Regions from separate parts of the Mus musculus genome. Here all the other regions are linked to region 3. Evidence: chromatin contacts called from public promoter capture Hi-C data. All regions are on one chromosome and are shown on one strand. The core of a region is the stretch at or near the end of the contact, and the rest is flanking DNA. Distances in the headings are between cores, read along the strand shown.

Region 1 (2,898 bases), core at 78-2,577, 1.7 Mb after region 3:
TCTGCTGACAGACAGTTTCCATGGACACTGGGACACGTAGGCACTCCAAAGACACCCAAAACCATCCCCCAACAACTCAACACTGGGGTTCACAACACAGATGTCACCCCAGAGGATCTAGCTCTGTCCTCCTGTCTACATCTATTAACCATATCAAATACCCTACCCGGGAACCCTAGATACAGTCTCAATCAGGATAGGTTGTTGAGGATCAAAAACTCATTGATTAAAAAAACTTGTTTTCTATTTTTAGCCTGGGATGTGAACGACAAAACACACGAAGTAGTTGTTAGTCTACTATTAAATTATCAACAACCCATTTTCACTTCCAAATGTCTATCCCGGATTAATCTTCCACCTCATCTCCTGGGAGTCATCAGATAGGAGGAGTGGTCTCTGCCTTGATAACCCACTGTTTCAATAGAACAGGACAGCAGCCCGCGTGGCATGGATGAGCGACGGGGAACCCCGCCACTCCCTTTGTTAAGAGAGTCATTACCCAATTTGACGTTTCCATCTGCTTCCGCAACTCACTGGCAGACACAACAAAGCCACGTAGAAATGACCATCTTTTCATGTGGCATTCAACACAGAAATAACACCAAACTTTTTTGTATGCCGGCTTTTCCAACTGCGGTGACACATGATACAGATCAGACCAAACGAATGCTTTAAATCGCCTTGAGTAAAGGTGAGTAGCCGAAGCCGAGGACCGGCATGCTTCCGTGCCATGCAGTCGGTCAGAGTCAAAAACAGGACCAACAAAACCACTATCAATCCGCTAACGTATCCTTCTCTGTGCCTTTCCGTACAGTGTGAGCAACCGCTGAGCGCGCAGATCCGGACCGCGACTCGCTTCGGGGACGTTGCTTGGGTCTCTTCCCGACCCGCGGTGCTCACACCCCCTTCCCACCAAACGAGCACTTCAACCTGATGCCCCCGCGCCCTCGACTCACCTGCTTGAAGCAGAAAGGCATGGTGAGCACGCTGACGCCCACGATGCTGTTCACCACGTTCGTGATCAGCCCCCACTTGGAGGTGGAGGCGGCCGTCATTTTGAGGGTCTAGGGACCAGGACAGAGCGACCCTAGATAACCCTAAACCTGAAGCAGGGGGGGCCGCGGACAGGCGTCGCGAGGTCAGCCTCCAGACCCTGCCAGGCTCCGCAGCAGCCTCATAGCCATGGTTCCAGGTTCCCGCCTCCGCCTCCCCAGAGTGAAGCGGGAACCCGGAAGCGCCGCAGGCAACGCTAGCAACACCTCAGCTCCGCTTCGCTGCCTCCGGCACCCAAACTTCCGCCTTCGGAGCCTACTCTACCAGGAAGTGACGGTATCAAAGGGCGGGATGAGGCGGGACGCCAGCCAACTAGAAGTAGGTGTGTATGCCCGAGGAGGCGTGGTTTGGGTGGGCCCAGAGGCGGAGCTAGGCGTAACTCTGGCCAATAAGAAGTATGTGGGGGGAGGGACGGCGGGACGTGGGGCGGGGTCTGAATCAGGGCGGGGCTACAATCTGGGTTAGGGGTTCCAGGCTTAGACTAGTGACTGTGGCCGCTGGTAGAAGAGTCATTTGCTGGGTACAACCTCTAGTGGAACAACAGGAGAGAAAGAGAAGGACTACCTTTCAGGTGAGGAGTGGGCTCTTGAGGGTTAATTTTCAGGTCCTTGCGCACAGGAAGGATTTTGGGTCACAATTGGAGGACCTGTCTAGACTGAATGCCAACTTATTGGGACAAAATTAGCACTTAACGTTTTACAGATAAAAATCATCGGGACACCGGGAGGTTCAGAGACTCAGCAAAGTCACAACAGCCTGGAGGAGGGAGCATGGAGATGTGTCTGTTTGATACGCTAAGTGGGTGAAAATGGTCTACTGCCCTAATATGAAAGAAAACCAGAGGAAAGGTAAAAAGGAGAGACTAGGGAAATCTAGGATTTCAAGAGATGGTGGCTTCTGTACTGGAAGGACTAATGAGAATTCTTCCTGGAGTAATGGACATTAAAGAGACTAGAGAAAAGAGAACGCTCCAACACCTAAGTGGATTACTGGCACCTGGCAGTGTTCTTTATGGTGGTGTCTGTGGTGAATGAAGGCCTAGGGACCTGAGGTCCAAGAAAGACCCCACAATGATTCCAGGAGGCCAGAGCTGTGCATGCAAGGAGGAACTTCAAGCTGCCTAAAGAGGCTCTCCTAGAAAACAATTTGAGGCCCATGCAAGATCTCAGACAAGGGACAAATTCTTCCAGCATCAGGCAGAGCAGCTTCTAGAGATGAGAGAGAGAGAGAGAGAGAGAGAGAGAGAGAGAGAGAGAGAGAGAGAGAGAGAAAGGAAAAGCTAGAAAGAGCAATTGGTGGCATGAGCCATTAATCCCAGCGTTCAGGAGGCAGAGACAAGCAGCTCTCTTGAGTTTGAGGACAGCCTGGTCTACATAAGTGAGTTCCAGGACAGCCATGGCTACGTGGAGAAACCCTGTCTCGAACAAAAAAAAAAAAAAAGGAGTAATTGAATACAAAGCCAGAATAGGGTTGGAGAGATGGCTCAGTGGTTAAGAGCACTGACTGCTCTTCCAGAAGTCCTGAGTTCAGTTCCCAGCAACCACATCATAATGGGATCCAATGCCCTCTTCTGGTGTGTCTGAAGACAGCAACTGTGTACTCATATACATTAAATAAATAAATCTTTAAAAAGAAAAAACCAAAATACTAAGTGTCTGTATTCATCGTTTGTAAGTGAAGTCATTGTCCACAATCTATCTGACCCGTTTCTGTGTTTCCATATTCATGTATCTGATGTTCATCCCTAAGAAGGGGCTGCTCAGGGCTGGAGAGATACACTGACTGCTCTTCCAGAGATCCTGAGTTCAATTCCCAGCAACCACATGGTGGCTCACAACCATCTGT
Region 2 (2,700 bases), core at 185-2,684, 1.5 Mb after region 3:
ATCAGTGAGGGGATCAGTGTGTGCTTGAGTAGGCACCATACCATGCTGGTCTAAATGGACTAGAAAGTGAGATGAAGGGGCAGCTGTAACCAACCAGTCGCAGTGAACAGTAATTGACAAGTCCTTATTTGACAGCCAGTTAGTTTAAGCTGGCTTTCTGTCACAAGAAGAACCCAAGAAAAGACAGATACACAGAGATGTACACAGAGATGTACATAGACGACAAGGAAACAGAGGACAGTGGGCTGAATTCCTTCTCCTTACACATGTAGCAAAGTGAATAGGGGCCGTCTGAGTCCCCTGCTGAGGCTTGACAGCCGCGCCTTGGATTTGTGTCCTCTGGGTTGTTGGAGTGGTGTAACCAGCTGTCCAGGAAATGGATGCTGGAGTGTTATGTTTAATTAAAAGGAAACATTCAGCTCTGGTGTTTTACAATGTAAAGCAAATAATTCCTCTCTGTTCGTCTAATTGATGTAAATATTTCTTCAAAGGGAACCGCGTTGGAACCCCGTGTGCCAACCTGGTCAGTTTTCTCAGCCAAGCCTTACCCTTCCTTAAACCATCAGCTACTGGGCAATTCCAAGCTGTGCTGAGAGGCTCCTCCCCCGGAGCTATCCACCCAACTCCCGCCCCCGCCCCAATTCCCTTCCGAACCACCCCATGGAACTCGCTCCACGTCTCCCTCGCTCCTCTCTTGGGTCCTCTTCCCGGAATTCTAGACCCAACTGTCGGCCGCCACCCTCCGTTCAGCACCAGTCCACCACAAGCACCCGCCCCAGGGCCCACCCTGTCCCGATCCTGCCTCCAGGGCTCAGGGTTCTCCCGCTAGAGTTCAGCACCTTCCTCCGTCTCCACCTACTCCGGCTCCGGGTTTCCTCCCTTCCGGAAGACCGTCCAGGGTCGACGCACGCCTCGCCGACTCACCTGCAATAGCGCGGGAGCCACCGGCCCCTGTCGCGCACTCCTGAGGGACCCTTGAGGGCCTGCAGCTCGGATCGCTGCCTCCCGAGTGCCGCCTCCACGCGCGCTCGCGCCGGTGCCACCCGCACCGCCCACACCCCGCGCTAGCTCTTCCTGCGCCACCCCGCCCCCGCTTTCCGCCCCCAGCCCGGCTGTCGCTCCGACCCCCTCAGGCAGCTCCAGGGCCTCAGCGCGCCGCGCCTCCGCCTCCCAGCGGCCGACCAATTGCCGCTCGGAGCCGGCCTCCGAGTCCCTCCTCTAGCTCCGCCCTTCGCCCCCGCCTCCGAAATCTACCAATAGAAAAGACGGCGCAGGAGCGGGCCTGGCGGTTGCCTAGCAGCGGCTAGGCTGGGCGGGGGCGGACAGCCGGGGGCGGTGATCCGGGCGCGGCGGGGGCGGGGCCCGGAGGCGGGGTTTTTGTGGGGTGGGGCCTTCAGCGGCTATAAAAGCAGCGGCCGCCGGGCGCCGCGCTCTGTGGTCCTGGTCTGCGCGCCTTTTCCTGTTGCTGCAGTTGTCGCTTTCCTCACCGCCACCCGTGCCCCTGCTCTGGTCTGTGGTGTAGCCGGGACCCAGGACCATGTCGCTTTCACGCTCGGAGGAGATGCACCGGCTCACGGAAAATGTCTACAAGGTGAGTTTCCAGCGCGGCTCCGAGTCGCCCCTAGGTCTTCAGGCCCGAGCAGGGCACCGGCTCCCGGACTGCGGGTGTGGTGGACCGATCTTCCGTTGGTCACAGGTGGCCGCGCCCGCCCAGGGTCCTTACGCCCGCCGCGGCCCGCGCCGTCCCCGAGCACGAGTGGACGCCCCCACCCCGACGGCGCCGCTCAGCCCCCGCGCGCTCCCTCAGTACGCCTGTCTGTCCTGGCGTCCGGAGGGACCGAGATGTTCAGGGCCTGGGCTGCTCTGCGATCTGGCCTGGTCCGCTGCATCCCAGAGTGAGGGGAACAAGGAGCGGGGGCGGCGTGGAGGTTGCAGGCTGCTGCGGGCGGTCGCCCTGCGCTTGCTTGGCGCGGTGGCACCGTGGGGCTCTTCTAGGTGCTGTTATGCCAGCCTCTGGGCACTTTCTCTTCAACAGGCTTTCCCTTTCCACAACTCCTTTACGAGTGTTAATGGACGTGGCCCAAAGTGGGAGGTCGAGCTCGGACAGGTTGGATGGGTGGACAGATAATCCATCATCTTATGTAACCGCAGAGGGAGAAGACTAATTGTGTAGGAGGCTGACGCGCCTGCTTTTGCTTCTGATATGTGTTAAGAGTCTCGCATTCACATACTAATCTGTGAAATGACAGTTTCTCATGGAAGAACTGCAGAGCCTTGTGCAAGCCCCCTGGTGTCATGTTATGTCCATGCTTTGGGTACAGATGGACGGGCCATTTCCTATTTCTTCACCATGGGTTCTCACAGCCCTGGCCCCTTACCCTCAACAGCACAGCCTGGGGCTCCCTGATGGCATCAGGTCCGCTGCAGTTCTCAGTGACATTTTTTTTTTCAAGAGAGAAATTCCTGCCCTGCCCTGTGCATGGCAGTCCTCTTTACAAAGCTGTGCTTTATTTCAAAACTGTCTTAAGGGTGAGTGAAAGGCTTTCCACCAGCCACTAGGTTTTCACATGGAGTTGCTGGTTCATGGCTAAATGGGATTGTGCTCTGCTCGAGAGCAACAGTTTCTGATTGTATGAACCAACCATGGTTGTGCCTTTCTAGGCAATGGCCTGTGAAACCCTCATAGCTGTGCTTGCTCTG
Region 3 (2,845 bases), core at 126-2,625:
CTCAGCAGGCAGAGGATGTCATGCATTCCTGGACACACTGGTGCATATTACGTGGTAAAGGGGACTGAGGGACAATATGGTCACAGTACATGGTCCATTCAGTTGCAAGAAGCATTTACTTTTTTATAACAGGTCAAATGGAACAAAGAAAGCAAGAAAGCACACAGAATTCTGTCTCTAGCCAAGCAAAGACGCTCTGGGCTCTATGTGACAGAGATCCCTTGTCTTATCCAGAAGGAAGTAGGCTGTGCTCACGGGTTCCAGCAAGACTGCTAGGCCGAGGTCTAGGGAGCAGCTCAAAGGAGGGCCTGTAGCCCAGTCCAGAAGGATGGTCCTCAGACAAGCCCCAGAGGGGCAGGGAGAAGGAGTTCCCAAGGCAGGGTCTGCAGTACATGCAGGACAGTCTTGGGAGCTTGTAAGATCTAGTCAGTCAGGCCCCACTGACACCGTGAGACCAGGTTCCCAGGTCTAAGCTTTGTCCAGTATATAGACCTGAGATGGAACTGGGAAATGAAGCTGGTTACTGAGGCACTCCCGAGTGACTGCAGAAAGGTGCTTGGGTTTACTGGAGGCGTATGAATGTCACAGGTGCTAGGGGCAGGAAGCTCTGTAAGGATGGACCAGGTGATGCCCGACTTCGAGGCTGGGAGAGTCTAGCCGAGATTAGGGTTGTATGTGCAGAAAGGGACTAGGGGGTGTGCAGAAGAAGCAGGGGGTGTCGGTAGTCGGGTAGTAAAAAAGGATAGTGCACTATGCTGCCTAGGGGGAAGGTCCAATCTTAGATGACAGCAAGAAGAGCCAGGACAGGAGCAAGGAAGTGGGCGGTTACAGGTGAGGATGGGGTGCGTAGGTGGGTCTGTTAGAGAGGTGATCAAGTGCCAAACTGGAGAGCCCGTGCCCAGGCCAGGCAGGGAGGGAGGGAAGGTACTGTCGCTAGGGGCATTTGAAGCATGCTAGTCAGAAGAGGAAGAAGTTTCGCACTACTTCAGCACGGCACCCTCATCAGAAAGGGGAGGTCTCCCACACAAGCCAGAGGGGGAAAGACGTCTGTCTGTCCGGCACCCGTCACAGCCTAGCTGCGGGGGGGAGTTTGAGGTGCCTGGGGCCGGGCCGGACGGATGCGGGTGGCAACAGGCCCCAGAACACAGCGAGGGAGGGCACCCGGCCGCGGGCGCACCGTCACTCACCCACTGAGGGCCTGGCTCCGGAGCCTGCGGGCTGCCGCCTACCTGCGTAGGGCCGGACAGGGCAGGCGGCCACTTCCGCCCCGCCGCGCGCTCCCGGCAGTCTCTGTTCTGCGCCTGCGCCTCACTCTGGCCGCGCGCTCCCGGCAGCCTCTGCTCTAAGTGTCTTCCTGCGCCGCACTCTCGGTTGCCTACAGCCACGTCTTCCCGGCAGCCTTTGCTCTATGTGTCTTCCTCTACTCGCCCACCCAGTCTCTGCTCTGCGCCTGCGCACTGAGCGCCGGGCTGCTGGGAATCGTAGTTTTTCGCTTGAGCTTGTAATTGAGGCGCGGAAATCCAGCAAAGGAGTTGTCTGTCGTTCCCCAGTTAAGCTTCAGGGTTCTTTGCCTGGTCCCCCCGACCTTCGTCTCAGGAAGTTTAGAAGTTAGGACTCCTCTCTGCCGCCCTAGTCCTCAGACCCTCTTCTGAGCAGTTCCAGCTGGTCATAGCCAATGCTGACCAGATTCCACAGCAGGACCAGAGGATGGTGGTGTGTTCCCGCCGCCGACTGTAGTCAATAGCCCTTACAAACGGAGGACCCCGGTTCATCTTTTCCCAGCCTGCCTTGCCCTGAGCTCTGTGCTGTGTGATACCGGCTCAGTCCTAGACAGTGGTGGCATGTAAGGACTTTAAGAGGCCCTCATCAACCATGGAGAGAGTCAGCCCTGCCTCCTGACTTCAGCCTCATCCCTGAGTCTCCCAAAAGCCTTCTGGGAAGTAACCGATGCACAGTTGGGACGAATTCAAAATATGTAACCCAACACGGTGAAAAACAACCCTTTCTTCCACCCCTTTTTGTCCTCTGGGACATACACTAACTAACGTTAGAATATATACTAAATTACATGTGAAAAATAGAAATGTGCTGGGTTCCCTCTTCTGTGCTTGGGTTGGCAGGCCATCTTTCTTGAATTCTCTGATGTTCGTGTCAGACCAAACCAAGTCCCAATCAGCCACCTTCTATTTGTTACAGCTTCTCCACTCGGAATAGCAGATTGCTCGTAGGATTTTTAAAGCACTCTAGGTATTCCTTCCAATTCCCAGCTCCTCTCCTTACACCTGCAACGGGAGGCATGGTCCCGAATACTGTGCTCATCTTTCTCAAGCCTTCCTTTGCAGACAACACATAGCTGTGCAACTCTAAATAATACATTGCTCAGTTCTGCCCAGCTTAACCTTTATGAGAGATGGCAGAGTCGGTGTTCCAGGGGCGCGCGCGCGCGCGCGCGCACACACACACACACACATACACACACACACAGAGAGAGAGAGAGAGAGAGAGAGAGAGAGAGAGAGAGAGAGAGAGAGAGAGAACACGCATCTGTGTGGGTTTATATATTCACAGGTGCACTTGCGTTCCCCTAGAGGCCAGAGGACAACCTCGGTTTCTGGATGGCCTGGAACTGGCTGAGTAGGCTAGCCTGGCTGGCCACTGAGCCCCAGTGAGTCCCAGGAAGCTCTAGTACCCCTTGCACCAGGATTGCAACACCACACCCATCATTTTCGTAACATGATTTCTGGGCAGTGGATTCACCTCTGTGCTTGCAAGTCTATCACTTTGCCAGCTGAGTTTTCTTCTCAGCCCTGTCATATCTTTTAGACGGTGTGCAATTCTTTTGTAG
Region 4 (3,004 bases), core at 286-2,785, 1.7 Mb after region 3:
ACACACATCTGGATAGTAGGAAAAAGAAGTTGTCTGTGAGCCGGGCGGTGGTGGCACACGCCTTTAATCCCAGCACTTGGGAGGCAGAGGCAGGCAGATTTCTGAGTTCGAGGCCAGCCTGGTCTACAAAGTGAGTTCCAGGACAGCCAGGGCTACACAGAGAAACCCTGTCTCGAAAATCCAAAAAAAGAAGTTGTCAGTGCTCCTGGAATAGCAGAAAACCCCACCCTGATGCAGTATCCCTTCCTGCTATGTCAGGATCCCCTCCGTACTAAACACTAAACCCACCAATGGGAACAGTGCAGAAGGATACTGGCGATCTCTTCAAACAGGTAGCCTGGACATGGGATGCTATCATCTGAGGTCCCCTTCAACAGGATGGGGAGCTGTAGGGGAATGAGGGCCATGGTGAGCTGCCATCTTAGACAGGGTAGGTCCCAGCCACTGAAGGGAATGGAAGCAAGCCTCATGCTGACTGGGGCTAAAACTGCCCAGGAGAGAGTCTGGGCAGGGCCACAGTCACCCTAAGGGCCACAAAGCAGAGCTGCAAACAGGCTCTGCTCTGGCATGGAGGAGTGACCCGGGAAAGAGGAAAATCAACAAAGGTTCTCTAACGAGGTCAAGATGAGGTTCAGCCCCTGCCTCCTACACTAAGTAACAGCAACAGAAAGAATCTCAGGGCTTTCTGTGCATTGGATGGGTGAGACTACTGGGTACAGACCCAAAGAGTGAGAACCGCTCAGCTTGGGGACTTTAAGGTTCCTTGAAGATAGCAAACTTCCATCTTATTGAGTCATGAATCAGCTTGGTTGTGCTTGCTTACTTACTTCCTTGCGTGTCCCTGCAAGCCTATGGTGTTTACTTGGTTGAAATCTGGGAACACCTCATCTCATCCATCAGTATCTGGATGAGAGGGCGAGGTTTAGGAACATTTAAGACAAGTATGTCTTCACCGTGCTATTTGTCTACAGTGCCTTCAAGGGGATCTGTAGGGAGGGAGCTGCACAGTTCAGTACTTCAGATCTTGTCCCAGACTTGAGTGATCTGATCTCTTGTAGCAGGGACTCTTAAAAGCCTAAGAAGGGTCCCTGGGGCCACTCAGTGCCCTCAAGATCCAGTCAGAAAGCTCAAGGCAATCAATTTATTGCAGTCAACAGCTGGCAGCAGGCTCCGCTCTCGCCACCCCGTGGCTATGGCCTTCCAGATGCCCCCTGTCCCCCAGAGATGTACGAGCTTCCAGGATCTTCTGAAATGAAGCCTGGGGAGAGCCGATGGGCCCCGCTGGAGATCGCCCGCCGCCCTTGGGGTTAACCTTCTGCTATCACGGCAGGCACACTCATTCTCGGCAGCTGCTGGACAGTGTCTGTCCCCGCTAATCTAGCGAGGTTCCCGGGCGCCGGAGGTCAGCACACCCGGCGAGTTTCACTCACCCTATGCAAGAAGCTCAAGCGGTCCCGCAGGGGCGGCACAGCTGCCATGGTCCAGGTAACCTCCCAAACTGCCCCGCTTCCGCCAGGCTTCGATCCTCCAATCGTCGCGCTCCTCTCGCTCCCCCGACCAATCGCTCGCAAGGGGCGGGCACGAAGGCGGGAACATCTGCGTCTCAGCCAATCCAAAGTCTCAGCAAGAGACGGACAAGAACGGCGACCAATTACAGAAGCACAGGACTGTGACTCTGACCAACCAGAAAATAGGATAGGCGGAGAGTCCGGATGTTCACGCGTTCGACTCCGGAAGAGGCAGGGCCCAAGATGGCGGCGCCCTCGAGAGCCTAAAAGGACCGCTCATGTCTGTGAACGGAGCGGTGTGGGGGCGTGTGCGGAGCCGTTTCCGAGCCTTCCCCGAGCATCTGGCGGCCTGTGGAGCTGAGGTACGGAGCGAACGGAGCGGAAGCGGAAGCGGGATGGGTGGCGACTCGGGTCAGGTCCCTGTACTGTCCCGTCTTCCCTCAGGCCTCGGCTTATGGCAAGTGCGTGCAGGCGTCCACCGCCCCAGGAGGCCGCCTGAGTAAGGACCTCTGCGTTCGCGAGTTCGAGGCCCTGCGGAGCTGCTTCGCCGCCGCGGTAGGTGGGCGTGTCCCTGCTACGTCATCTCTGTCTGGCGTCCTCTTTTCCGCCAAGCAACTCCAGTGACAAGGGGACAGGGCCTCCAGTTAGCTGTTGGCGTCTTGCCGATGGGCAACCCGATGAGACCGACCCCAGCTCCACTTGGTTTCTCCCAGCAATTCCTGCTAGATGCCAGGGCAGTGTCCTGCTAGGCACGCACCCCTGACGCACCCTGTCCCCGAGGAGTAAAGTGCAAGGTCCGCAGCAGGTTCTCCCTGCAGCACGGAAGCGATGCTGAGAGCCGCTTGGGTTCTTGATCCTGGCCTTTTTGCCCATGACCCCTCCACTAGAGCTAGGGTCGGTGGTTAAGAACCCAGGGTGACAGACACACTGCATCAGAAGCAGGTCCACAGTAGCCTCGGCGGGAATGAGGAGCAGTGTTTGAGTTGACTACAGCCCAGCCTCACCTACATACAGCCTTTGGTTTCCCGGCAGAGGCTGTTCAGTCGTCAGGTGTTGCGCTTTTCTTGTTCCTTCTAACTTGACACAAGCCTTTACTCTTGTGGTTGGTGGCCAGCAGCTGTCATTGAAACCCTAAACACACTCCTAATGCTCAGAGTTTCTGCTGTCCCTGCCACCCTCTCTGTGGCTGACCAGAATTGTGTGACTCCATCTGCTGCTTTGCCTGGACCAGATAAAGGCACCCCCCTGTGGTTCCCCCTCCATCCCTGCCCATCTCATAACAGAAACTCTCAGTCACAGGGGCCAGGCGTCCTCTGTAGGTGAGCCCAGGCTGGGACCCCCCGAGACACACTAGCATCTCAGTTCTTTAGCGTGGTTGGGATAAGGTGGCATTTGATGTGGTAGATGTCTTGCTTTAAGCCATATCTAAACTGGAAATAAGTCACTGAAACAAAATGCTTTCTCTTCCAGGCCAAGAAGACCATGATGGGAGGCTC
Region 5 (2,700 bases), core at 177-2,676, 1.4 Mb after region 3:
TTGACAGTGACCTGTTCTGTTTCCACCTTGATTTTCAATCAGAAAGTGGGCTTGCTATTCTTCATTAAGACTGATGCTGCGAGGTGACCTAACACTGCCCTGGAACTGAACCTAGACCAAAGCCAGAGGCTGTGACATGTAGTTGAATCTGAGCATAGTACTGTCCCTGAGAATTCCCAGAGAATGGATTTGTGGTTATGGAAGAAAATGTCCTTTTTGTTAACAATATTTCGGGGCAGGGTGCACATGTATACAGAGGCCAGAAGCCAATGTTAGATCAAGGTAAGAGTAGGTTAGTATTCTGTGCTATTATATAATATGTGGTCTTTATCCCTTTGCCCCACTAAGGGCTTGTTCACTCCCCCATCTTGTGGGTTCTTTCTAGTTTCCTGACACTCCAAATTAAACACACAACCCCAGAAACTTGAAGCTAAGATCCAAGTGTGAGAAAGGACATGCTTGCTTGGTTTTAATAAGTTTCCCAAGTTGTTGTTATCATCTGTCTCTCTGCTAATTAACAAGAATAAGGGAGGGAGGCAGTTAATTAAGGACTGGTGTAAGCTGGGTTCCAGCTAATTGAGGGTTTTTTTCATAGACAGAATTAATGTGCAATTCAGGCAGACCTTCCAAATTACAGTTAATAAAGTTTTATTTATAGCACCACTGGGGAACATCAAGGGCACAATGTCAAGGAATGTGGGAAAACACTCTGAATTGGTATTGATGGGATAATCCAAAGTCAGGCATACAAACAGGCATACCACAGGAAGAGCTTCCATGGACAAAGACAACAGGGAAGGAGGTGGGATTTTTTTCTTCGGCCCCTACAACCTGTGTATCCTTTGCAGCTTCCCAGTGTCTGGTTCCTCCGCAAACAGATTCTTCTCTGAATAAATTTGATCAGGTACTCAGCCTAACCTCTCTTGCTCCGCATTTTGCCTCTTCACGTACACAAAGCTCAGTTGGAAGAGAGTTCAATGTCGGCCTCTTCTCTATGGGTCAGGCATTGTTGAGCATCCTCCCTGTTCTGCTGGCCCACCGTGGGGCTGCTCTAGGAGGAATGCAGACTGCCTCTATCTAGATACCCGTGCTTCCTGCCTGCTAAGCTTTGCTTTGGGGGATAGCTCTAGGTTTACAGAAATCTGAGGTGACAGTGGAGCCCGCCCCAGTTTCCTGTGTCTGAGGCACCTCAGTGGACACAGTGAGACCTGTGTTCCTGTGCCGGTTGGTGCCTTACCTTAACCAGCTGCACCATTCTGGTGCACCACAGGGTTTCTCTGTCCACTCTCCCTGGGAGGGGCTTCAGCTCCTCCAAATCAACCCTCCCCCTTTCTCCCTCAACCCTCTGTACCTCTGATGTCCATGGCAGCATGAGGAGGCCCCTTGGCTCTGCACACCTGCACTTGGGTTGCGGTAGTGAGAGGCTTGGGGTGGAAGACAGATGAGCCCCCTTCTCACACGTGCTTTGCCGTTTGTGTTAGCGTGCTTCTTCCTTCAAAGTCATGACTCCCAGCCCCAGCGATTACTGCAAACACTGCTTTGTTCCTTCACCTGTTCTGTTCCGGACCCAGATGTGGGTATGGGGGTTGTTTGTTTTCTTTGTGTACTTAGACTTTGTATCCGTTGCTTTGTTTTCATTATGTACTTAGACGTTGTATTCGTTACTCTTCTGTTGCCGTGGTTACATACTGGGACCAGCAGTGACAAAGTTTATTTTGGCTCACAGTTCCAGAGTAAGACAACAGAGGAGTGGGAGGCAGAGGAGGCAAAGGAGGCAGAGCAGAGGCTCAGATCACAGCTGCCATAAACACAGATCACTGACAGCAAACCAGAAATGGGCAAGGCTATAATATCAAAACCCACCCCAACAACATACTTCTCCCGCTTCAAGGCTCTACTTTCTGAAGCTTTATGACCTCCCCTAAGAGCACCATGAGCCAGGGACCACGTGTTCAAATGCATGAACCTCTGAAGGACATTTTCCATTCAAACTATCAGGCTGTTCTAAGTCTCTGTGTTTGGGATGAATTTAGTTTTATACTTCTAAGTTTTTCTAGTCTCCCTTCTCTGTGAGGAAGCCATGTTCCTAGAAACAGTCTTTCAGATGGGGGGGGGGGGGTCTCCTAGCTCTGACTGGGCAGAGTCTTCCTCCCGGTCACTGAGAGCCACATCTGATGAGCAGGAGTCAGGAACATGCTCACAGGAAAAACTTATAAATGTTTTCTCTTCCTCTCTCCCTGCCACCTCATTCATATAATTTGATGCTTTGAGGGTCTCTTATGACTCAAGTATAGGTTATAGTCTGCAGAAAACCAGTGAAGGGAAGGGACATGTTAGGGATATGTGTTTGCAGAAACCTTTGTTTTGTGTAAGCCAGTCAGCAAAGCTATGTACTGTGTAAATGGGTTCTGGGTACTGTCTCACTGTCTGGTAAGATAGAATACCATGTGAAGGTGTTTTCAGCAGTGGCTACAAGTGTATCTACATGGCGACATTTCTCCCCAGTGCAGATACACATCATGAGCAGCATACATCACTGTCACTATGTGGTCATGTATGCTACCTCAGAGATCATAACCACTTGTGACATGGAGGGTTTGTCCTGTGAGTGTAGCCAAGAGGGAAAGAAATACAAATGGCCAATCCCCGTCTGTCAGTCTATACAGAAAGAAGAGCTTTTCTGACCGGCCTGACTGTAAG
Region 6 (3,079 bases), core at 150-2,649, 1.3 Mb before region 3:
GGTGGCCAGCAGTAGTCAGTGTCACTCTGCAACGGCACATGTGGCTTCCCACAGTTGTGTTTTTACATCCACAAGACTCATCTCAATAAATAAATAAAATAGCCTTCAAAGGGGGAGTCTGTATTCAGTGGTTGGATTCACATTACAGTGAAACATGCAAAAACCCTTCATTCATCTCAATGAGGTTCGTGTGTCATTTTCTTCATTTACTGAAAATACAGAGTGCACCCTCTCCTTGCCTTTCCCCGCGCCTCTAGCTGACCTGAAGATGATCTTGATTCCAGTTAGAAGGAGCCACAGCTGTAGGGGTAATGGCTGTGTGACACTTTCCCTAGGGAGATGAGACCACCTTGTTTACTAAATGACAGACCAAAGTAACAATGACACCAAATGCCCCTCCCGCCCCCATGAAGTGGCCAGTTTTCTGGGGTTACTCACAGGAGCACGGATAGCCCAAAGACACTCACATTACTAAGAGCCTAGCCCAGCATGAGTGACAGCTCAGGAGAGCTGGAAACTGGAGCTCTCTGCATGATTTGGGGCTAATTCCACAAGTTCGGAGGGTCTCTCCTCATTAAGGAGGGCGGGGCCTTGTGAATCTGGTAAGCTTTAGGAATTTTTTGAGACTTGTCACTTATTTTCCGAGTCTTAGAGTCTTAAGGACTATCCGGATCGCACTTTCTCAAGCTTCCCTCCGGGTGAGATGTTTCGGAGGAAATTACTACATAGCACCGACTTGGCCCTGGCATTATTGATCAATTTTTTTTCGTGGGATTTCCCATTGGCCCCTGGGATACCTTGGGATGATTGAAACCTGGACCTGCATGCAGGACTTGGATGCCACTTTGGAGGTTGGAGGTCTTAGCCCAGAGATGCCACATCACAGATCTAACTAACCCTTTGCTGGACCACGGTGTCATGTTCCTCGGGAGGTCTCTGCTGAAGGCATGATTCTAGATACAGTCCTGCGGCGGTCAGGTCAGAGGTGCGATTTTGGGAAGCCTTTGGATCAAGAGGGTGCTGACGTCAACGGGTATCAGTTGATACCACCTATGGGTTTATACTGTGATGGAAGGTCACACACAGGTTTGCAACAGAACCAGCTGGGTTTCAACTGCCTTTGCCACAACAGGGCTGACTGGGCTCGGGAAAGTCAACTTTTTGGTCTGCACAGGGCTGCGTGATTGATAAAGGGTCAGTGGCTAGGCTAGCTCCTGCCGCCCAAGAGTAGGGAGTCCCTCCCGCTTGCGCCCCTGTAGACGAGGTCCCACCGCCGCGTGGAACTCTGGCCGCTCTAACCGCGTCTAGAACGCGGCCCCTTTAAGGCCGACCTGGATGACCCGAAGGCCAGAGCGACCTTCTAGCGGCCGTCTCGATGGTAAATCTTCAGTTCCGGCCGGAAGTGCATTTGCAGAGCTGGTTCCGCCGGGGAGGAGAACTCGCGTGCTCCGTGCAGAGGGGATGCATCCTGCGCAGCGTGGCTCGGGGGCGCCGTGGAGCCTCCCGAAGGCGATCGTGGGATTCAGAAACCTCTCCCGGGACTCCCATGGGAGGAGGCTGACCCCGGGCCGGCACGCGATCGCGGGATGGGCTGGAGTTGTAGGAAGGCCCTAGGCCCGGGCCGCCATCGGCGGGGCACTGGCTGCTTCTGTGTTGCAGGCGCCGCACGGGTTCGTCCGCTTACACAGAATTGTATTAAATTGTCTTTTTATTTCCCCACCCAGGAAATGAACCACATCCCCCAACGACTAGACGGAAGCACGCACAAGCTCCTTCCTCCCGAGGAGCGTTTCCAGTGACTTGAGCTTGGTTGGCCCAGGTATGTCAATCCTTGGGGGTGGGACGGTGACCTGAGGCCGACGGTCTGGGAAAAGGCTCCTGTGTGGCTGTACCCGCCCGAGGTGGGTGCAGCCCCGTACCAGACAGCCCGACCTTGACCTAAAGTAAAATCCCAGAGGAGGAGGAACCTCTTCCCTGGGGTTAGAATTTGCAGTAACAGGTGTGGACATCCTAGCAGCAGTTTGGTGGTCATGTATGATACTGCAAACAGGAGCCCTGCTGAAGCTGTGGGGACTGAGCACAGTCCTCCAAAAGCAAATATTTGACCATTACTCAAGCCCCTCACTTTAGATAAAAAAGAGAAAAAAGACGTATTCATTATTTTATTTTATTTTAGAGTGTGGATGTTTGCCTGGTGCCCCCAAGGGGTCACAAGAGGGTACCAGATTTCCCAGAAGTGGCATTATAGAGTATTGTCAGCCCCGGTGTGGATGCTGGGAACTGAACCCAGGTCCTTTAAGAGGGCAACAAGTGTTCAGCTTCAATGCTGAGCCATCTCTCCAGCAACTGCACCACCCCGCTCTGAGATAGGGTCTCACTTAGCCCAGGCTGGCCTTTACTCATTAAGTAGCTGAGGGCAGCCTTTGAACTTCTAATCCTCCTTCCTCTGCCTCTGGTAGCCGCCTGGATGACCGGCATCCTCGAGCACACGTGGTTTATGGGATGTACGGATAAAGCTCAAGGCTATATGCATGCTAGGAAGTCTTCTACTCCTGGGTGTCTGTCCCACCCACGTGGAGCTTAAACAAAGATGCATACAGTTGTGACTCCAGACGTCACTGGACAAGACACCAGTACAACCCAAACAAACAGAAATCGTTCCCCAGGACTCACCTGAGCGACCGTGGGCCCCACTAGGTTGTCTCTTCAGTGTGGTTGAAGGACTGGGCGTTTGCATTTTGAGTAGCCACATGGGGCCAGTGGTCACCATTTTGAAGGTCCTGGGTGTGGCATACTTCCGGAAAAACCATGACAAGAGGAATCTGCCATAGTTCAGGCTTGTCACATGCTCTTCAGGGGCACGGGAGCCAGGCTGGAGTGTGGCTCAATGATAGACATATGCTTAGTGTGTCTTGAGAAGGTCCTGCTTGTTACACGGGACTCTGCATCTGTTCAGGTAGACATCAACAAGTCATGGAAGGCAATTGGAAAGAGACAGCACACAGGGACTATGGCGGTCCTGTGAGGGAGGTACAGATGGGGTCAGGAACACAGGCATGCTGGAGTCAGACATGGCTGG
Region 7 (3,125 bases), core at 143-2,642, 1.6 Mb before region 3:
TGTGTAGGGAAGACTTTCATTGCTTTTACAAGGTTAGACAGAGTTCTGCTAACAGGCTTGCGGATTTGTGTGTGTTTATCCAGAGACAGGGTTTCTTTGTGTAGCCCTTGCTGTCCTGGAACTCATTCTGTAGCCCAGGCTGGCCTTACAAAAATACCACTGCCTGTCACTGTCCATGGTTTTTGAAAACTTAACGTGAAATAATTTACCTGTAAGGGGGTCTGCGTTTCTCCCCCGCGTATTGGAAAAGATCATCTGTGAAAAACTTGGGCACCTTGTAGTCTTCCAAAAGTTTCCTTCTTTTGGGGTGTTCGCCATAGCTGCTATCGAAGATGTAAAGGGGACTGTCATCGCGGGTGCTCTCCATGTACTCGATGTAGTACTTCATCTTCATCTTAACCGAGTAGCCGTCATTATCCTCGCCGCACTTGAACTTCTGGTTCCGGTATTTCCTTTTGAGGCGCTCCAGAGTCCATTTCTCCTGTGCGGACCAGCCCTCTTGTGCATTGAGCAGAACCACGGGCTTGTAAGGCCTCTCGTAGCGCTCCACGAACTCTTTCACCGACAGCTGTAAGGCATCAGCTCTCTCCACGTTATCCTGCGGGAACAACAAAAGACCTGTCCCGTTAGGACACTGGAACAAGTCCAGTGGCGGATAAAGGTGTCCCACAGGGCCAATTAGCAAAGACACCCGTGAGCAATGGCACACACGAGCAAGGAACGAGCGAGCCTCTGCTCCTCCAGGGGGCCGGAGGGACGGAAGGAGGCCCACGTGCGTGCGGGCGAGCACGTCGCACCCGGAGCCACCCCTTCACGGGAGGGAGGGGCCCGAAGCTCCCACGACCGAGCGAGTTTTGACAGCCGGGCTGCGGGGCCCCATCGGGGGACCAGCGGCCCTCGGAAGGCGGGCAGCCGTCGTGTGGGGTCCCGCGCCCCGCTCACCGGCACGGCCGCGGGGTTCAGCGGGTAGCTCTCGTAGTAGTTGTGCCGGGTCCAGTCGAGCGAGTCCTTGAGCTCCGGCCGCGCACTTCGCTTGGCCTCGCGGATGCGCTTCTTGCTCTTGTGGTTCATCGTGAGCCGCTCGCCGTCCGGTTCCGCCCCGACCCCGACGCGGCTCGCGTTTCCTGCCACCAAACGCGCCCTCCCTCCCTGGCTGGCGCGGCCCCGAGACGCCCTTCGCTCCGGCCCGGCGCCTTTAAAGTCGCCTTCCAGAAGATTCACTCCTCAGCCGCCACCGGAGCTTTGGGTTGGGCGAACAGCGGCCTTCCTCCCCGCCCCACCGCCTCATGCGGTCCGCCATTGGCCTCAGCGACCTGCCAGACCCGCCTTCATGCACGCCAATTGGGCGCCATGTTGGGAAGGTCGCGTCGCCGACGCCCTGCCCCTCCCTGCTTTGGCCTACGCAACACTTCCGTCTGCGCGTCGCTTCCCTGCGGTCTCCTTCCGGCCGGGCCCGCTGCGGCCTCCGGCTTCCTGTGTTTGCCATGGACAGTGTCCGGCCCCGCGCTCCTTGGGCACCGCCTCCTGACCCGGCGTCCCTGGACTCCCCTACGTGCGAGCCCGGCCTCATGGCCGGGACCCAGCTCTTTCGGTTCCGGGAGGAGCCAGTTCCCGGAGGCAATCGGGCGGTGCTGGAGGTCCGCGTCCCGCAGGTGCGTGCGGCGGCACCCACGTGGGAGCCCCCTGTTTGGAGCGGGAGTGGGTTGTCCTTCAGTTCTCGGCTTCGTTCATTAGCACCAGGTCTGGTGTGAAGCCCGGTGAGGGGTTAAGTGCGCTCCAGTGACACATTTAGGGACAGTGCCAGGAAGTTCACTGAATTCCACCAGGAAAGTGGCTGTCTTGTCCTGTGATGCTAACTTTGTACTCTTTTGAAAGCATCTGTCAGTATATCTAACACGGCCTGCCCCCCTCCCCACCAAACCTCCGGGTACTCTTGATTGAACCTCTGCCTGTTAGGCAAGTGCTCCGCCACTGAGTGGTAGCCCTAACTCTCTGTTTTATTTCTGAGCTCAGGCAGGCTTTGAATTTGAACCCCCGTTTCCCGCTTCTTAGGGTTAGGAGTGTGCGCCACCATGCTGGCTTAAACAGTGCCGGGGCTCGAATCCAAGATCCATACACGATAGATGATAGTTGTGCTTTTGAGTTTATCCCAAACCCCGTAATCTTTGCTGTTTAAATTTTGGGACCAGGGATTCCTGTCTCCAACACCCCAATAAAATTTTATACATCGGCACTGGCTTGTTCCCTCCGAGCTCATAGCTACTCTAAAACTGACTAACTCTTCCCAGGTAGTCGGGTTTTACAAAGGATTTTCGTGTTGTAATGTAGGCAGCTGGACCATAGGTAGGTAGGTGTCCCTGGCAATAGTAAGGGGAGCAGAAGGTATAGCCTTCTGCTATACAATGCTGCCACCTGTAGCAGTCCTCGTTTGTTTGTTTTTTTTCCCAGACTTCTACACAAGTGAAGCAGAGATTTTGTTTTGAGACAGGGTCTCTCTATGTATCCCTGGTTATTGTGGAACACATTCTGTGAACCAGTCTGGACTCAGGGTTCACCGTGCCTCTGCCTTTGGAGTGTTGGGATTAAAGGTGTATTCCTCCGCCCTCCCAGCAGCCTCTAACATTAGAGAAGAGATTCTTGGCTGTGTACTACAGAGAAATATTTCAGGACAAATAAGCGTGAAGCAGAGTTGGAAGATACTAATAACCTGGATCTTTTTAAGTTTGGGCATTAATAGACAACTAGGAAAAGGACAAGAAGGCATGGGGTACAGACTTCATAAGTCAGAATACTGCACTTGAGTGTCTTAATAGCCATATGAATGATTTGGTAACATCTGGAGTTAAATTGTTTAAGGAATTTTTTTGTTTGTTTGTCTTGTTTTGTTTTTCGAGACAGGGTTTCTCTGTATAGTCCTGGCTGTCCTGGAACTCACTTTGTAGACCAGGCTGGCCTCGAACTCAGAAATCCACCTGCCTCTGCCTCTGCCTCCCGAGTGCTGGGATTAAAGGCGTGCGCCACCACGCCCGGCTGTTTCAGGAATTTCTAAGAAACTTGTTTTAGTAAATAAAACCATAGAACATTCTGGTTTGAAATATGTCAATATAAAGAACTCTGCTCCTCTG

The links. Promoter capture Hi-C pulls out the DNA fragments that hold promoters and counts their contacts.
Region 1: a contact with region 3 is called in a promoter capture Hi-C map of pre-B cells, with 2.5 times the contacts expected there. The contact joins the promoter of Slc38a10 here to the promoter of Cant1 in region 3. A contact is called at or near these places in 1 of 39 promoter capture datasets (pre-B cells) and 1 of 115 datasets of contacts at active chromatin or transcription factors (pancreatic cancer cells).
Region 2: a contact with region 3 is called in a promoter capture Hi-C map of pre-B cells, with 3 times the contacts expected there. The contact joins the promoter of Baiap2 here to the promoter of Cant1 in region 3. A contact is called at or near these places in 3 of 39 promoter capture datasets (liver, pre-B cells and stem cell-derived epiblast-like cells), 1 of 484 Hi-C or Micro-C datasets (B cells) and 2 of 115 datasets of contacts at active chromatin or transcription factors (astrocytes and pancreatic cancer cells).
Region 4: a contact with region 3 is called in a promoter capture Hi-C map of pre-B cells, with 5 times the contacts expected there. The contact joins the promoter of Tepsin here to the promoter of Cant1 in region 3. A contact is called at or near these places in 1 of 39 promoter capture datasets (pre-B cells) and 1 of 115 datasets of contacts at active chromatin or transcription factors (pancreatic cancer cells).
Region 5: a promoter capture Hi-C map of stem cell-derived epiblast-like cells shows a contact between it and region 3, with 2.1 times the contacts expected there. The contact joins the promoter of Rptoros here to the promoter of Cant1 in region 3. A contact is called at or near these places in 2 of 39 promoter capture datasets (hippocampal neurons and stem cell-derived epiblast-like cells).
Region 6: a promoter capture Hi-C map of pre-B cells shows a contact between it and region 3, with 5 times the contacts expected there. The contact joins the promoter of Snhg20 here to the promoter of Cant1 in region 3. A contact is called at or near these places in 5 of 39 promoter capture datasets (hematopoietic stem and progenitor cells, hippocampal neurons, liver and 1 more) and 3 of 115 datasets of contacts at active chromatin or transcription factors (double positive thymocytes, pancreatic cancer cells and stem cell-derived neural progenitor cells).
Region 7: a contact with region 3 is called in a promoter capture Hi-C map of liver, with 6 times the contacts expected there. The contact joins the promoter of Mettl23 here to the promoter of Cant1 in region 3. A contact is called at or near these places in 5 of 39 promoter capture datasets (cranial neural crest, hippocampal neurons, liver and 1 more), 2 of 484 Hi-C or Micro-C datasets (CD4 T cells and pre-B cells), 1 of 115 datasets of contacts at active chromatin or transcription factors (pancreatic cancer cells) and 2 of 9 other capture datasets (liver and pancreatic islet).

Annotation. Positions count from the first base shown.
Region 1 is chr11:120,150,024-120,152,921 of GRCm38.p6, forward strand. It overlaps Slc38a10 (solute carrier family 38, member 10), which reads right to left and starts at 1,328. Exons shown (of 17, transcript NM_024249.5): 1 at 957-1,328. The coding sequence starts at 1,055. Gm11769 (a long non-coding RNA gene) reads left to right here and starts at 384. Exons shown (of 3, transcript XR_389232.4): 1 at 384-691; 2 at 815-1,375; 3 at 1,756-2,698.
Region 2 is chr11:119,941,658-119,944,357 of GRCm38.p6, forward strand. Baiap2 (brain-specific angiogenesis inhibitor 1-associated protein 2) reads left to right here and starts at 1,435. Exons shown (of 14, transcript NM_130862.4): 1 at 1,435-1,591. The coding sequence starts at 1,538. It overlaps Gm11767 (a long non-coding RNA gene), which reads right to left and starts at 1,437. Exons shown (of 5, transcript XR_001780400.2): 1 at 925-1,437.
Region 3 is chr11:118,417,743-118,420,587 of GRCm38.p6, forward strand. It overlaps Cant1 (calcium activated nucleotidase 1), which reads right to left and starts at 1,376. Exons shown (of 5, transcript NM_001025617.2): 1 at 1,188-1,376.
Region 4 is chr11:120,097,196-120,100,199 of GRCm38.p6, forward strand. It overlaps Tepsin (TEPSIN, adaptor related protein complex 4 accessory protein), which reads right to left and starts at 1,536. Exons shown (of 13, transcript NM_183137.2): 1 at 1,431-1,536; 2 at 314-386. The coding sequence starts at 1,478. Ndufaf8 (NADH:ubiquinone oxidoreductase complex assembly factor 8) reads left to right here and starts at 1,739. Exons shown (of 3, transcript NM_001110242.1): 1 at 1,739-1,870; 2 at 1,953-2,063; 3 at 2,979-3,004. The coding sequence starts at 1,787.
Region 5 is chr11:119,832,939-119,835,638 of GRCm38.p6, forward strand. It overlaps Rptoros (regulatory associated protein of MTOR, complex 1, opposite strand), which reads right to left and starts at 1,427. Exons shown (of 3, transcript NR_045313.1): 1 at 1,352-1,427. The region is part of intron 13 of Rptor (regulatory associated protein of MTOR, complex 1); the gene reads left to right.
Region 6 is chr11:117,075,384-117,078,462 of GRCm38.p6, forward strand. It overlaps Snhg20 (small nucleolar RNA host gene 20), which reads left to right and starts at 1,400. Exons shown (of 2, transcript NR_027059.1): 1 at 1,400-1,819. It overlaps Mir6516 (microRNA 6516), which reads left to right and starts at 1,965; the gene lies at 1,965-2,074.
Region 7 is chr11:116,842,123-116,845,247 of GRCm38.p6, forward strand. Mettl23 (methyltransferase like 23) reads left to right here and starts at 1,393. Exons shown (of 5, transcript NM_028865.3): 1 at 1,393-1,652. The coding sequence starts at 1,485. It overlaps Jmjd6 (jumonji domain containing 6), which reads right to left and starts at 1,327. Exons shown (of 6, transcript NM_033398.3): 1 at 943-1,327; 2 at 210-598. The coding sequence starts at 1,071.